Linked DNA regions of Bombyx mori: region 2 is linked to region 1. Evidence: chromatin contacts called from public Hi-C data. All regions are on one chromosome and are shown on one strand. Each heading gives the region's core, a stretch centred on a gene start, on an enhancer-like site or on the middle of the called end of the contact. The rest is flanking DNA. Distances are from core to core; before and after follow the strand shown.

The links. Hi-C and Micro-C count contacts between places; a contact is called where the count stands out from the background.
Region 2: a contact with region 1 is called in a Hi-C map of middle silk gland, with 3 times the contacts expected there. The contact joins two enhancer-like sites. A contact is called at or near these places in 2 of 7 Hi-C or Micro-C datasets (middle silk gland and posterior silk gland).

What each region holds. Positions count from the first base shown.
Region 1 is chr15:18,010,459-18,017,146 of ASM3026992v2, forward strand. No RefSeq gene overlaps it. Among protein-coding and RNA genes, the nearest start is that of Nanoso, 20 kb to the left of the region's middle. Within about 2 kb of position 3,838, at least 4 of the 8 cell types and tissues checked have open chromatin away from gene starts, as enhancers often do.
Region 2 is chr15:18,091,678-18,098,612 of ASM3026992v2, forward strand. No RefSeq gene overlaps it. Among protein-coding and RNA genes, the nearest start is that of LOC101737149, 24 kb to the left of the region's middle. Within about 2 kb of position 2,519, at least 6 of the 8 cell types and tissues checked have open chromatin away from gene starts, as enhancers often do.

The DNA of each region.
Region 1 (6,688 bases), core at 2,588-5,087:
TTATACTACGTTAGTTGGCTGTTGGTTCTCCTTATCTCTTCTTCTCTTCTCTATATATAAAAATGAATTGCTGTTCGTTAGTCTCGCTAAAACTCGAGAACGGCTGGACCGATTTGGCTAATTTTGGTCTTAAATTATTTGTGGAAGTCCAGAGAAGGTTTAAAAGGTAGATAAATATGAAAATGCTCGGAATTAAATAAAAATAACAATTTTGTTTTTCCTTTGTTGTGTCCCCCGTGGGACGGATTCCTTTTGTTTGTTTTAAGTTTATTTTGTACAAAAATTTTGGTATTTTATTTTTCGATTGAGGCACTACGAAGTCTGCCGGGTCAGCTAGTAGTGAATAAATAAATAAATAAACAGACTAGCAATTCAAAAACACAACCGTTGCTCTATTGCCATGCCATTGATAGTATAAATACGTTGCTACAGTCAGCGCGAACTAAAAGCCACATCCGGTTCCGAAAACGTCACAACAATGAGTGCAGTGCCCCTAATTACGAAATCAGCTGTTTGTTCGCGAGTTCGTCCACGTTCAGACTTCACTACGCGAGTCAGGTGCTACGTGCGATATCTAGAATCTAGACTCGGACGCGCGCGCACGTGCCTCGCCCATGTGTGTGTACGAAACATACGTGAGATTGCTATGAATGTGTGAAGTTTATTTTTTACTATATGCATCATAAAATAGTAAAAATATATACTAGTGGTAGGACCTCTTGTGAGTCCGCACGGGTAGGGACCACCGCCCTGCCTTTTTCAGCCGGGAAGCAGTAATGGGTTTCGGTTTGAAGGGTGGGGCAGCCGTTGTAACTATGCTGAGACCTTAGAACTTATAGCTCAAAGTGTGTGGCGCATTTACGTTGTAGATGTCTATGGGCTCCAGTAACCACTTAACACCAGGTGGACGTGAGCTCGTCCATACATCTAAGAAACAAAAAACAAAAAGGAAAATCTTGAATTTTTGGCAGTACATGCCTTTGTGTTGTAACGATTTTTGGAAATTTCATCCCTAAGGAGGTAAAGTCAGGGATGAGCGTTTGTAAAGAAGCTCGTCATTTTCTAAGTAAGAATCACGAAGTTTCATATACCTGATTCTGGTTAGAAATAATTTCGGGGTTTGGCAAAATTTTGCCTTGTGAGTGAATTAGGGGTTAAATGTTCCTGTCGTCAATTTGAAACGAAGAAGCAACCATTTCAGGAATAATTAATATAAATATGTGTAACTTCTGTTGTGTGCTTTCAGAACGCTATCCCGACGGACTCGTGCCAAGCCCGAGAAGCCACTAGTTTCTTTTTTTTTGCCTTAAAAGTTCTCTGGTCTGACACATACGTCTAAACTGGTGAAATGGCATTTTATTGCATTTGTCTTAACATCACACAAGAAATGTAAGCGACAGCACAGTACTGAGAAGGACCGCCTTGATCGCCTTGACGCCGAGGACCGTCGGTTCTGCGCCCGGTGGGGGCAGGGAGACAAGCACTCCGCCCGAAAGGATCCCCTCTCCCGTAGACTGCTTCGGATGTGCTGTATCTCATGCTAGACTCGAGCGCGGGCTGTTTTAGATTAGGTTAAATTATCTTGTAATCTCCACTTTAACATAGTACTATTACTGCAAAAAATGGCAGCTAGGCAGCAAGCAGCTTGGCTCTGCCTTTGGCATTACTGAAGTCGACGGGCGACGGTCACCACTCACCATCTAGTAATGGTCGTTTGCCTACAAGGTCAATAAAACAAATGGTTCTGTTACTGCACCACTTTCAGCTCAAACTTCAATACAACCACTTCATTTAATCAATGACGTTAGCGCGCAATGTAATTAATGCAACGGAAAATATGTGGATCCATGAAGTACTAGGAAACTGAAGTAGCTATTCGTTGCATACTCACAAATATTATAAAACTGCAAACATTTGTTTTTAGTTTTGTAATTAAAATTCCGGTTGGAAAGGTAGGACATGGATTTCAGTAACCACTTAACACGAGAAGGACCGTTAGCCTATCAACCTATCTATGCAATAAATAAAAATTTTACTTGGTTTATTACCGTTTTGTAGCCTTTGTTTTAACATAAGCTTCGTCGTAATAAAAGTAGCGTCGCTCGAACGATATCATTTATTGATTTCTTTATTTTCATTGTATAGTACCTACACAACATAATATATGTAAGGAAAGTGTATAAAAGTAAGCACTATAGGTACAAATGCCAGTCATCTGTGCCTCTAATTTAGTTTTAAAGGTTCGAAGTTGTCGTGGCCTAAAGGATAAGTCGCCCGGTGCATGCGATGTGCCTTGACTGAGCCGATTCAGATGTTTAGTTCAAATACCATATTTTTTTTTTGTATTACATACTTTTTTATGAAAGAAGGATTAGCTGGTCAGTTTCACTAGAAGCGCTTCACTTTCCACCCACCAAGGGCGATCACGGACCTACTCAGGTGGGGTGAGATTAACCTCATCATTTATTTGTATTTTGTATTGTATTTGATTTGTATTGTAAGCGGTAGCAACCTTTGCCGATGATGCAGCCTTCCTCAGTTGTAGCTGTGATCCTAATGAAGCGACCAGACTGTTGCAAACCCAGCTCGATGTCACTAACACTTGGCTGACCAAGTGGCGCATAAAAGCAAGCGCCCCCAATTCTCACATCACATTTACCCTAAGATGTGATACTTGTCCTCCAGTCAAACTCAGCCACGATACATTGCCGCAATCAACCTGTGTTAAGTACTTTGAATTTCACTTGGACCGAAGGATGACATGGAAAGACCACATCAAAACGAAGCGTAACGAAATTAACATTAGATTTGAAAACCTACTCTGGCTTCTGGGTAGACAGGCTGCCTTATCCCTATCCAACAAGTTAAGAGTGTATTGCTCAATAATAAAACTGATCTGGACGTATGGAAACCAACTGTGGTCGACAGCCAGCAAATCAAAATCATGTGCCTCCAGAGAGCTCAAAACAGTGTCCTGAGGGTATATTATTTATTTATTGCATTGAGTAGGCTAAACATGAAATGAAACGAACGAAATGAAAATGAGGTTGTTAAGAGAGTGTTAACTATGAATGTGGAAGGATATAGAGGAAGAGGTAGACCTAAGAAGAAATGGATGGATTGTGTGAAAGACGATATGGGTAGGAGGGGAGTGAGCGAAGAAATGGTATATGATAGAAGAGTATGGAAGGAGAAAACATGTTGCGCCGACCCCAGGTGATTGGGAGAAGGGCAGGATAATGATGATGATGAGTAGGCTAAACATGAAAACGAAGTCTCTTCTGGCTTAGAGCTCTATCTAAGTCGCCGTTCTGATTAAATCGGCTGCAACTTGCGTTTTAGTTTGAAGCGTAGAATTTCTGAATTTTTTATGTTCAACAATTAATGTTCAAGTTTTAGCGTGCTTTTGCTGTGTCACTATCACTAGGCTGTTGGTAAAACTGTATATTGGACTTATTAATAAAGTAGTGATTCCTAATAACAGCCAGAATGCATTATTATTATTAAAAACTAGAATTTCCATACAATATTATACAAATTTAAAGTATCATATTTCTGTGGAAAATCAGATAACCGTATTTTAAAGTAATGGAGGCTTCTATCTTTCTCAACAGAAGTAAGTATAAGTCTATGTGTTGGCATCCCAAAGTCCAATTCTAAAAACATTTGCCTAGTACCAGGCCAGCATAAAACACAAGAGGTAAAATGCAAATGAAACGCGCGTAGAGGCGCGGGGAGGAGCGCGGCGGGGCGGGGCGGGGTAGGAAAGTAAAAGTCATGGCGTCTAACTGTACCCGCATTCACTCTCGCCCTGCAAAGTCTGACACAGTTATTGGCGAAACGCTGTCCGCTCGTATGTGGCACGCCGGTTGTAACGCGCATCACGAAACAAGTGCAGCTCGACGGAATACGGCTTTTGATTATCAACGAACCTTGATCTTACGTATTCAGGACCGTCAAATGAGGTTTATGGTTATCGGCAGGTTTAGCTGCCTGTTTTTGACTGAGTGAGAAATACACAAACAAGACGAGTATGAACTCGGCACGAATTAGGCCCAGAATAACAAAAATCTTTAACATTTTTTATATTTATTGCTTAGATGGGTGGACGAGCTCACAGCCCACCTGGTGTTAAGTGTTTACTGGAGCCCATAGACATCTACCACGTAAATGCGCGACTCAGAAGAGGTCCTACCACATTTGTTAATTGTTAAGATTTATTAGGGCTGGCGTGTTGAAGTGCCTTGTTGCCTTCGAAGGCAGATCAGCATTGGATTCGCAGGATGGAGAGTGGCCTCTGTCGCTCTTGAACATCAGCATTACCAGAAGCATAGCTAACGAGGTCAGCATATAAATTTAAAGTATTATAGTTTATAGCAAACTCCTAGACTTTTACTTTTAAACTTTATTACCTTTTAACCTTTTCTTTTTTGTTGTTATTATTTATTTATATATTTTTAAAGACACAAAGAATATAGTGGCACATATCTTGGGACGTGAGGTCGAAGTGCGTGCAAGTTTCAATTCATTACATTGCGGCTATTCCACCCTTCCATCTGGAACACATTAACGCAGCAGAAATAGGCAGGATGGCGGTACCCATGCGAGCTCACAACACGAGTCACCCAATACTATCACTTTTTTCTCCTAGCTATGCTGATAGCCTTGAGAGGCTATATCACCGTTACCCTAGCGTGTAGGTGAGCTCTCGGGGCTCAAGTCGAAGGTGTTGCTAACAATGGCCCTAGATAGAGCAGTGCTTCGAAGAATCTACCACCGGATCGGAAACGCGACCCACTGAGAAGATCCAGCGAGAAACTCAGTGGGTTGTGTCTATGGGTGCTATCACTGTACTCTAGTTTAATACTCAGAGAACACTGCTGCCCTTTTCGCCGGGAATCCCTTAGCCACTGTGTACCACAATCTCTGAAAGACAGGGGTGGTGCAATTTTTTATAGATACCACACACCTACAGAGATTTACTTGCTATATAGCTTAGTGCATAAAACTTTTTTGATAAACTTTAAGCCACGTTATTTTTCTCCACTTAGGTACATTTGATATTTTCTCTGGGCTTTATTACTCATTTAAAACAAAAGAGAAATAAGCAAAAAAGTCATGTTTAAATAAAATTATCTCAATAATTGTTGGACGCGTTAAAAAGTGTATACCTACATATATTGAAACTTAAAACAAAAGTATTTTTGACGATAGACACAGCAGGTAAATTAAAAGTAAGATTGGAGAAATTAGACGTAAATAATTAATACGTCTTTTTTGTGGTATTGGTGATGGCAGCTTACACTTTAAAGTAGAAACGTTGGCTTGGAACCGCAGAATGATCACACCACATGAATAATGATGAAGAAAACCGAAATATGAACATGGAATTATATACATTCTAAATACAATATGCTTTAACATTAAATAAAAAACGAGATATTTTTAAAATTATTTATTTCCAAACCCGCTTCGCAAAATAACGAGTTCCTAAATCTACACTCACGATAAATTCTCGCCATATTTCCCGTAAGAGGCACATCTTACCAAAATACTCACCTACATTGCAAATAAAAACGGTAAAAAAAACAGTTTTTACATTATACAACGCTGCCCACAAAATATTTATCCACGATGGTATTAATGTCCTTATTTCTGTTGCAATTTGTACATGCATTACGGTTATTCCAACCTACCTGAGTTAATATTTTTAAAGATAAATAACGGTTATTAATTGTACCTACGAGCCGGGTGTGTATAATCTGAAATCTTCTACTACATATTTAGTGCAGACCTACAGCTTGTGTTTCACTATATTGAATCGTGAACAAAGGGTATAATTCTTTTTCTACTGTACTACGGTAGCCATCACGGAATAAACGCACAAAAAAAATATAGTCACGATTATAGTTGTTACCATCACTACATAGTATAAAACAAAGTCGCTTTCTCTGTCCCTATATCTGCTATCGTCCATATGTATGCTTAAATCTTTAAAACTACGCAACGGATTTTCATGCGGTTTTTTTTAATAGATAGAGTGATTGAAGAGGAAGGTTTATATGTATAATAACATCCATTAAATAGTGGAGAAATTAATAATAAATTACAGTTTCCGAAGCGAAGCGAGGGCGGGTCGCTAGTAGTAGATAAGGTGCAGACTTGAAGTTTTATTTTATATTAATGAATTCTAGCCGTATTTATTAAGGTTTACGATTTTATAAGCATCAAACTGTTTGTGAGCACAAAACGCATTCTCACGCAACAAATCGCATGTTTACGGATGTCTTCGCAAAGTGGGTCAGTGGCACACTTTCTCGTATCGCCGTCCCGCTCGAACTACTCCAATTACTTGCTCCGTCTCGCTCTAACACGGCACTGCTTTACAAACGGAAGTGTTGATGTCATGGTCAAGGTTGTAGATAGATTTTGACAATTTTTCAAGTTGACTTAAATAATTTAGAGCAACTCTACCGATAGCCGATACTTACATGACCTAATTCATTCGTTAACATTCATAATATACGGATATATGTTCGATTTAATTTACTCACAATGCGTGCTCACAAATGCTTACAGCTCAAAACTTCGTATGTTTTAAACGGCACGAGCTACAGTTGTACTGAGACTCCACATCCTTATCTGTCATGTTTATTCTGAAGTAATAGCAAGTGCATCACTGAGCTCT
Region 2 (6,935 bases), core at 1,269-3,768, 80 kb after region 1:
AAGTGAAACATAAAAAAATCGTGCTTGTCGGTGAGCCAGTAGCAGTTACTTGTTCGATCCCCGATAAGCCAAGGAAGGCAAACTGCGGCAAAGAAATACAAGCGATTTGAAACAAAGTTTGATTCATTTTCTTTGTCTTTTTCTGCTACAGATCTTAAGAGTTACTAACAATTAATGACATACTTCCTTGAGGGACCTAAAAGCACTGATAGTGTAACCGGGGGATCCGACAAGACATGTTTCGGGCAAACTAACCCATAAACACAGCCCACTGAGTTTCTCGCCAGATTTTCTCAGTGGGTCGCGATTTCGATCCGGTGGTAAATTCTGCGAAGCACTGCTTTTGCTAGGGCTAGTGTTAGCAAAGTATCTCAGATCATTACGAGTTTCTTAACGTTCTCGATAGCGTAAAAGTTAGCTCATATTTGTATGGAATGGCCGTTCCAGTTCGTGTTCCTTCAATTAAATTATATGATGAGGAACCGCAGAGAGTGACCAGTTTTAAGTACCTGGGCCACATTGTAACGGATGATTTGTCCGATGACGCAGATTTGGAGCGGGAGCGCAGGGCATTGGCGGTCCGAGGAAACATGGTTGCCCGTAGATTCGCTCGGTGCTCCTCCCCAGTAAAAATTTCTTTGTTTAAGGCATTTTGCCAATCGTTTTACGCGAGCAGTCTATGGGTGAATCATACTCAACGGGCTGCCAGGGTCCTGCGCGTTCAATATAACAACATCTTCAGGGTGCTATTGCGGCTGCCCCCCTACTGCAGTGCGTCGCAAATGTTTGCTGATGCCCGGACGGATGGCTATCAAGCTATAATCCGAAAAAAGGTTGCCTCTTTTTTAAGACGAGTGAGAAACAGTAGTAATGGCATCCTCGGGATGATTGCTTCTCGCGCTGATTGTCCGATCCAACATAAATGGATGTGTATAATTACCGGACAAGACTGACATATCCTTATTATTATTTTACTCCTCATTATGAAATGTGTATGATTTTCTTTTTATTTTATTTTTTCTCCAAATTAATTAACTGATTGACATAATGATAGCTAATATTGACATAGAGTGGTTACTACTTACTGTATTGATATAATTATGTGTTTCTAATTCATTTCCTTTGTATATTTAATTAATTGAATTAGTATATTGTTCATTTTCTATTTGTATTGTTGAACTGTTTGTGTGCTGACTATTGTATTATTATTAATTTATGGATTTTTTCTGAAATAAATGTTTTATTATTATTAACTTTTACGCTATCGAGAACGTTAAGAAACTCGCACTAAGGACACTGAGCGTATAATTTTATTAATTAGGTTTTTTTTTATTGCCTTTGTAGGCAAACGAGCATACGGCCCACCTGATGGTGAGTGGTTACCGTCGCCCATGGACTTCAGCAATGCCAGGGGCAGAGCCAAGCCGCCGCTTACCGCTTAATACTCTCCACAAGCCTCGTTTGAAGAAGGACATGTCATAGCGCTCGGGAAACACCGCGGAGGGGAGCTCATTCCATAGCCGGATGGTACGTGGCAAAAAAGATCTCTGGAAACGCACTGTGGATGACCGCAGTGGCTCCAGGTAGTATGGGTGAACTCTACTCCGGTGGCGGGCGGTGCGATGGTAAAAACGAGACGTTGGTATCATCTCGAACAATTCCTCAGAGCACTCCCCATGGAACATGCGGTATCGATTCATTTTGTTCTGACATATTATACCCTCAGTTGTATTGTGGAAATCAGCGATCGCCTGCTATTTACGAATCTAATTTTTTTAAATACAATCTCTCTGAATATTTGTATTTGGAATGAAATATTAAATGATTAGATTTCCAAAGAATATCGATTCTAATTTTCAAATGTCCTATATAAAAGACTGCTTTCATTAAAATGATGACTTTTAATTAAAACCTATTAAAATGCGTTAAAGGAAAATCACATCGAGGGGTGAAAAGCACTACAAAGGTGGTTTAAGCGACATTTCGCTTAATACGCGACATTTCGCTTAATACGCGACATTTATCTTTGTAATTAAGGTCCGTTTTATTTGGTACGAGTATCAGCAACCACAATTCGATGTTTTTAATCGAACTTCAATTGTGTTTAAACCATTAAAATAGCTGGCTCTCCTGTAAAGCTTAAAAAATTTCGCTTTAGCTAAGAAGCCTTTCACACCTTGACATTTGTTTTTATTCTCGTTTCCATCTAGCGGTAGTTTTAATAACCAAAATCTCAAATCATTTTCAACTCACATTAAAAGTTATATAGTTTGACAAGAGATGGCGCTTATCCGTGAAACCTATTTAAGTCAATATCTAACTAAAATAATATTTTATATTTATTACATTGTAGTACTGATTGACAAAAATAAGTAGTGTGAAGAGTGAGAATGTTTCTAAAAGTACATACATCATAATGAAATTAATGTAAAAATGAACAACAATTAATTTTATTGGCAGAGTGGGAAAACTTTATTTAATGGCGTCGATAGATGTCGCTAGTAATAGTTTTATTTAAGTACACAGATGTCACTAGCAGTAGCATTTATCACTTCTAGTAGTCGCTTTATGTTACCGGCTTGCAGCATTAGTAGTTATCAGGGCCCTGAAATTGCGATACTATATGACAAATATTTTTTGTATTGATACTAGCGACATCTTTTAGTTGCCCCTAAACTTATATGTTGTGAAAATTAAGACATTTAATTATTGTATAACTAAAAACAGAAAATTAAAAAAAATTATCACACAATGCTTTTTTTGTTATAGACAAATTGATTAAATTTTAACAATTTGTGGTTTCTGAAAATTTACAAAAACTTTCATCTCTATAATATTATATAAAAATGAATTGCTGTTCGTTAGTCTCGCTAAAACTCGAGAACGGCTGGACCGATTTGGCTAATTTTGGTCTTGAATTATTCGTGGAAGTCCAGGGAAGGTTTAAAAGGTGAGAAAATATAAAAAAAACTCGGAATTATATAAAAACAAACAATTTTGTTTTTCCTTTGATGTGTCTCTTATTTATCGATTGAGGCACTACGAAGTCTGGCGGGTCAGCTAGTTAAAAATAAAACATAGGATAGGTAATACGAGTATACTACTGCCATCTACAGGAGCAATGAGAAACTAATCGAAGCGAAGCCATCTAGTGGCCGACGCCCGTAAACATTATTGTTGAGTACTTGAATTGCTTATCTACAAATAATTTATGTTTATTATCTATGGTATTTCTGAAGCTGTGACTCAAGTTGAACCCGAACGGGGTACGTCTAACAACCTACCTATTTTCAACAACAAAGGAGTCATAAGGCATAAGTTGTGATAGACGATATCAATCTTAAACAATTGAAATTTTGACCTGTCGTTTCAAGATTTCCAAGGGCTTCGGCTGTTAATCTGTTTATACCAATAAAAACCTATTCATTGTTTCAAAATTACGTTCTAACACTTGCAGCGAATAACATTGCATCTAACTTAGGTTAAGAATCTTTATCTTACATGTTATTGTACATTATTATTATCCACTGTATCATTATATCATTGCTCGACCTAACGAGATCAATTTGCAGACGTTGAAGTTCCCAAAAACAACCTTTCAACCCGCGAACTGCCCTCCGGTCTAACATTCGGTCTCCCTCGTTCTCCCTAAAAACTATTATATAGCTGTAAAGTTTTTGTTCTTCGTGAACCGAATCGAGAAATATACGAGACACGAAGAGTCAAACAAATAAATTCTGAGTCGTTTGTTTGTTGTAATCCATTATTTAGATATAGCTGTTTTCGCTGACATGCTACCAAAAAATGAAAACTGAGGTCATCACGAGCTCATATAGCTCAATATGACAAAACGTACAAAACTTTAGTATTAAAATTAAAAATTATCATTCGAAATTGAAGCGTTCGTTCTAAGTTAAACAAAATAAAACGTAAAGCACCCGTAAGTTAATATATTTGTTGATCTTCGGTGGCAGACGAGCAGTCGCTCTAACGATAACAAGTTGTTGATGTACGTAATCGGGCAGGGCGTGGAATACAACTGTGACATCCATCTCATGTGTCTTAGTTACGTCATTTCGGATCCTCCCGATCCACTAACGGTGCTTTTAGGTACCTCAAGCACCGGTCATCGTTCTCGTCGAATCCGTCGCTTGCGAGTCTTGCGAAGAAGGGCTCGGTGAGTAAACTAACCCACAGACACAGCCCGCTGAGTTCCTCGCCGGATCTTCTCAGTGGGTCGCGTTTCCGATCCGATGGTAGATTCTGCGAAGCCCTGCTCTTTGCTAGGACTAAAAAATATTAACATTCTGCACTCCTTCTCTATATTCTCTATAAGTGTGGGAAATTTCATGCTCCTCCGTCGGCGCAATTTTCGCAAAAAGAGGTAACTTTGTACCTTTGTTGCTTCACGTATTAATATATATATATATATATATAAACAGCACTTGCATTTAATTTGGCGACGCCCGTCTGCATTTGATAACATTAAGAAGATGTATGCCGATTACGACTCCGCCCGGACACAAACCTAAAAAGGTCAAAATAATTATTACGCAGGTATTAAGATTATTTTTCTTGAAACATTAAAAGTTTGCACAAAAATCTAAAGGATTATCTATAAATAATGTTATTTATTTAAAATGAAGATTCTTGACCACTTTTTTTTGATAATTGATATATCCTGTGTACTGTCGCGACATTTAACTCATTAAAGATCTTATTGATGTAGCAGATATTAAGGTCACTAACCCACCTCGGTATCAAGGATTCACTTCACTACTCTACTAATTTCGTGAATATGATTTATAAATACTCCTTATATTCTGTACGCACGCGTTGTTTATTCGATGCACAAGATAATTTGTCTTTCTTTATTTCTTCTTTTGTTATTGCATAGATGGAGGACGAGCCTAAACGGACGAGTTTAAACAGTACAGCTGCCCCACCCTTCACACCGAAACACATCACTGCTTCACGGCAGAAATAGGTAGGGTACCTACCTATAAATACCTACTCGTGCGGACTCACAGGAGTTCCTACCACCAGTAATTACGCAAATTATAATTTTGCGAGTATGATTTTTATTACACGACTAGCTGACCCGGCAGACTTCGCAGTACCTCAATCGATAAATAAAAGACCTAAACTTTTGTATAAAATAAACTTAAAACAAACAAAAGGAATCTGTCCGCCGGGGGCACATCTAAGGAAAAACAAAATTGTAATTTTTATTTAATTCCGAGCATTTTCATATTTACCTACCTTTTAAACCTTCTCTGGACTTCCACAAATAATTCAAGACCAAAATTAGCCAAATCGGTCCAGCCGTTCTCGAGTTTTAGCGAGACTAACGAACAGCAATTCATTTTTATATATAGAGATGTTATTTCTTCACCGTGGAAGTCAATCGCGAATTTTACTTAAGTGCGTATTTCATTAGATAAATTGGTACCCGTCTGCGGGATACGAACGCTAGATACGAATGCACCGGATAACTTATCCTTTAGGCTACGACGACTTATATAACAGTCCCTAATGATATAATTTGGATTTTTCGTTAAATCCCCTAAATTTTAAAGGTAAATCAATGTTTAACGAGAACATATAAACACGACTTATTGTTGTGCACGTCGTTGCCATGACAACGACCTGTTTTACCCACCAAGGAAACCCCCGGTGTATTGACCATTCTCCACGAACAATAGAAGTGTTTTTACATTATTCGAAACTCTTATTTAAGGTAGATGAACTTTCAATCATAATTTCCATTGTTTAATTTGTATAAATAAAGTTTCATTAACAGGGAGGGATACGTATTTACTTTTAAAACAATTATTTAGGTATGTTTTCGTTCACTAATTATTATTATAAAATACGAAACCTTTTGACTCTGGTGATTGAGGAAAGTAACAAAAAGGTTGCACAAAATTATTCATGATGTCATCGATTTAAGCAGGGTCGTGCGAGAGAGACGGCGACATGCACTCGCTCTTTCACACGTCGTCCTTAAATAAGTGAAAAGAACCATCATCGTATGCAATCGTATGCGACCTGATACTAGATGATGAAGGATGGCGTTCGGGTCCATCGGCTTCGGTAAATAAACACTTAAGATCAGATGCGCCGTATGCTCACAGACACTAAATAAAATAAAATTTGTGTACATATATGAATACTACTTTTGGGCACTATTAGTGCTAGTTCTCAAGAAATAAGCCCATTTTGCGCCAATAGTTGAGTGATATAAATACCAGTTTCACTTTTTTGCCTTCCAAGACAAACGGGTAGTATATAAGAAAAGACAAATAGGTACTCGGTACTTGATATACATTGTTTTTTTATTTATTGCTTTATAGGTGGACGAGTTCACGGCCCATCTGGTGTTAAGTGGTTACTGGAGCCCATAGACATCTACAACGTAAATGCCGCCATCCACCTTGAGACATGAGTTCTAAGGTCTCAGTATAGTTACAACGGCTGCCCCAACCTTGAAACCGTAACGCATTACTGCTTCACGGCAGAAATAGGCAGGGTGGTGGTACCTACCCGTGCAGACTCATAAGAGGTCCTAAAATCTATACTTCTATACTAATATTATAAAGAGGATAGATTTATTTGTTTGTATTGAATAGGCTCCGAAACTACTGAACCGATTTGCAAAATTCTTTCACTGTTTGGAAGCTACACTATTCCCTAGTGATATATGCTATAACTTTTTCGAAAAAAATTAGGGATTCTTACTAAAACTCCAATAATGTAACCCAAGGTGTAAAAAAATTACCTAAAATATTATTTACATCGCGTGCCCTGCACAAAACTATTGAAGATAGAATAAAATAATGTACTACGACTTTGCAGAACACATTATTATTTACAAAAAGTGTCGCGACAGCATATGTCTAACTATTGTAGTTATGCCGCAATAAGCGTTCTTT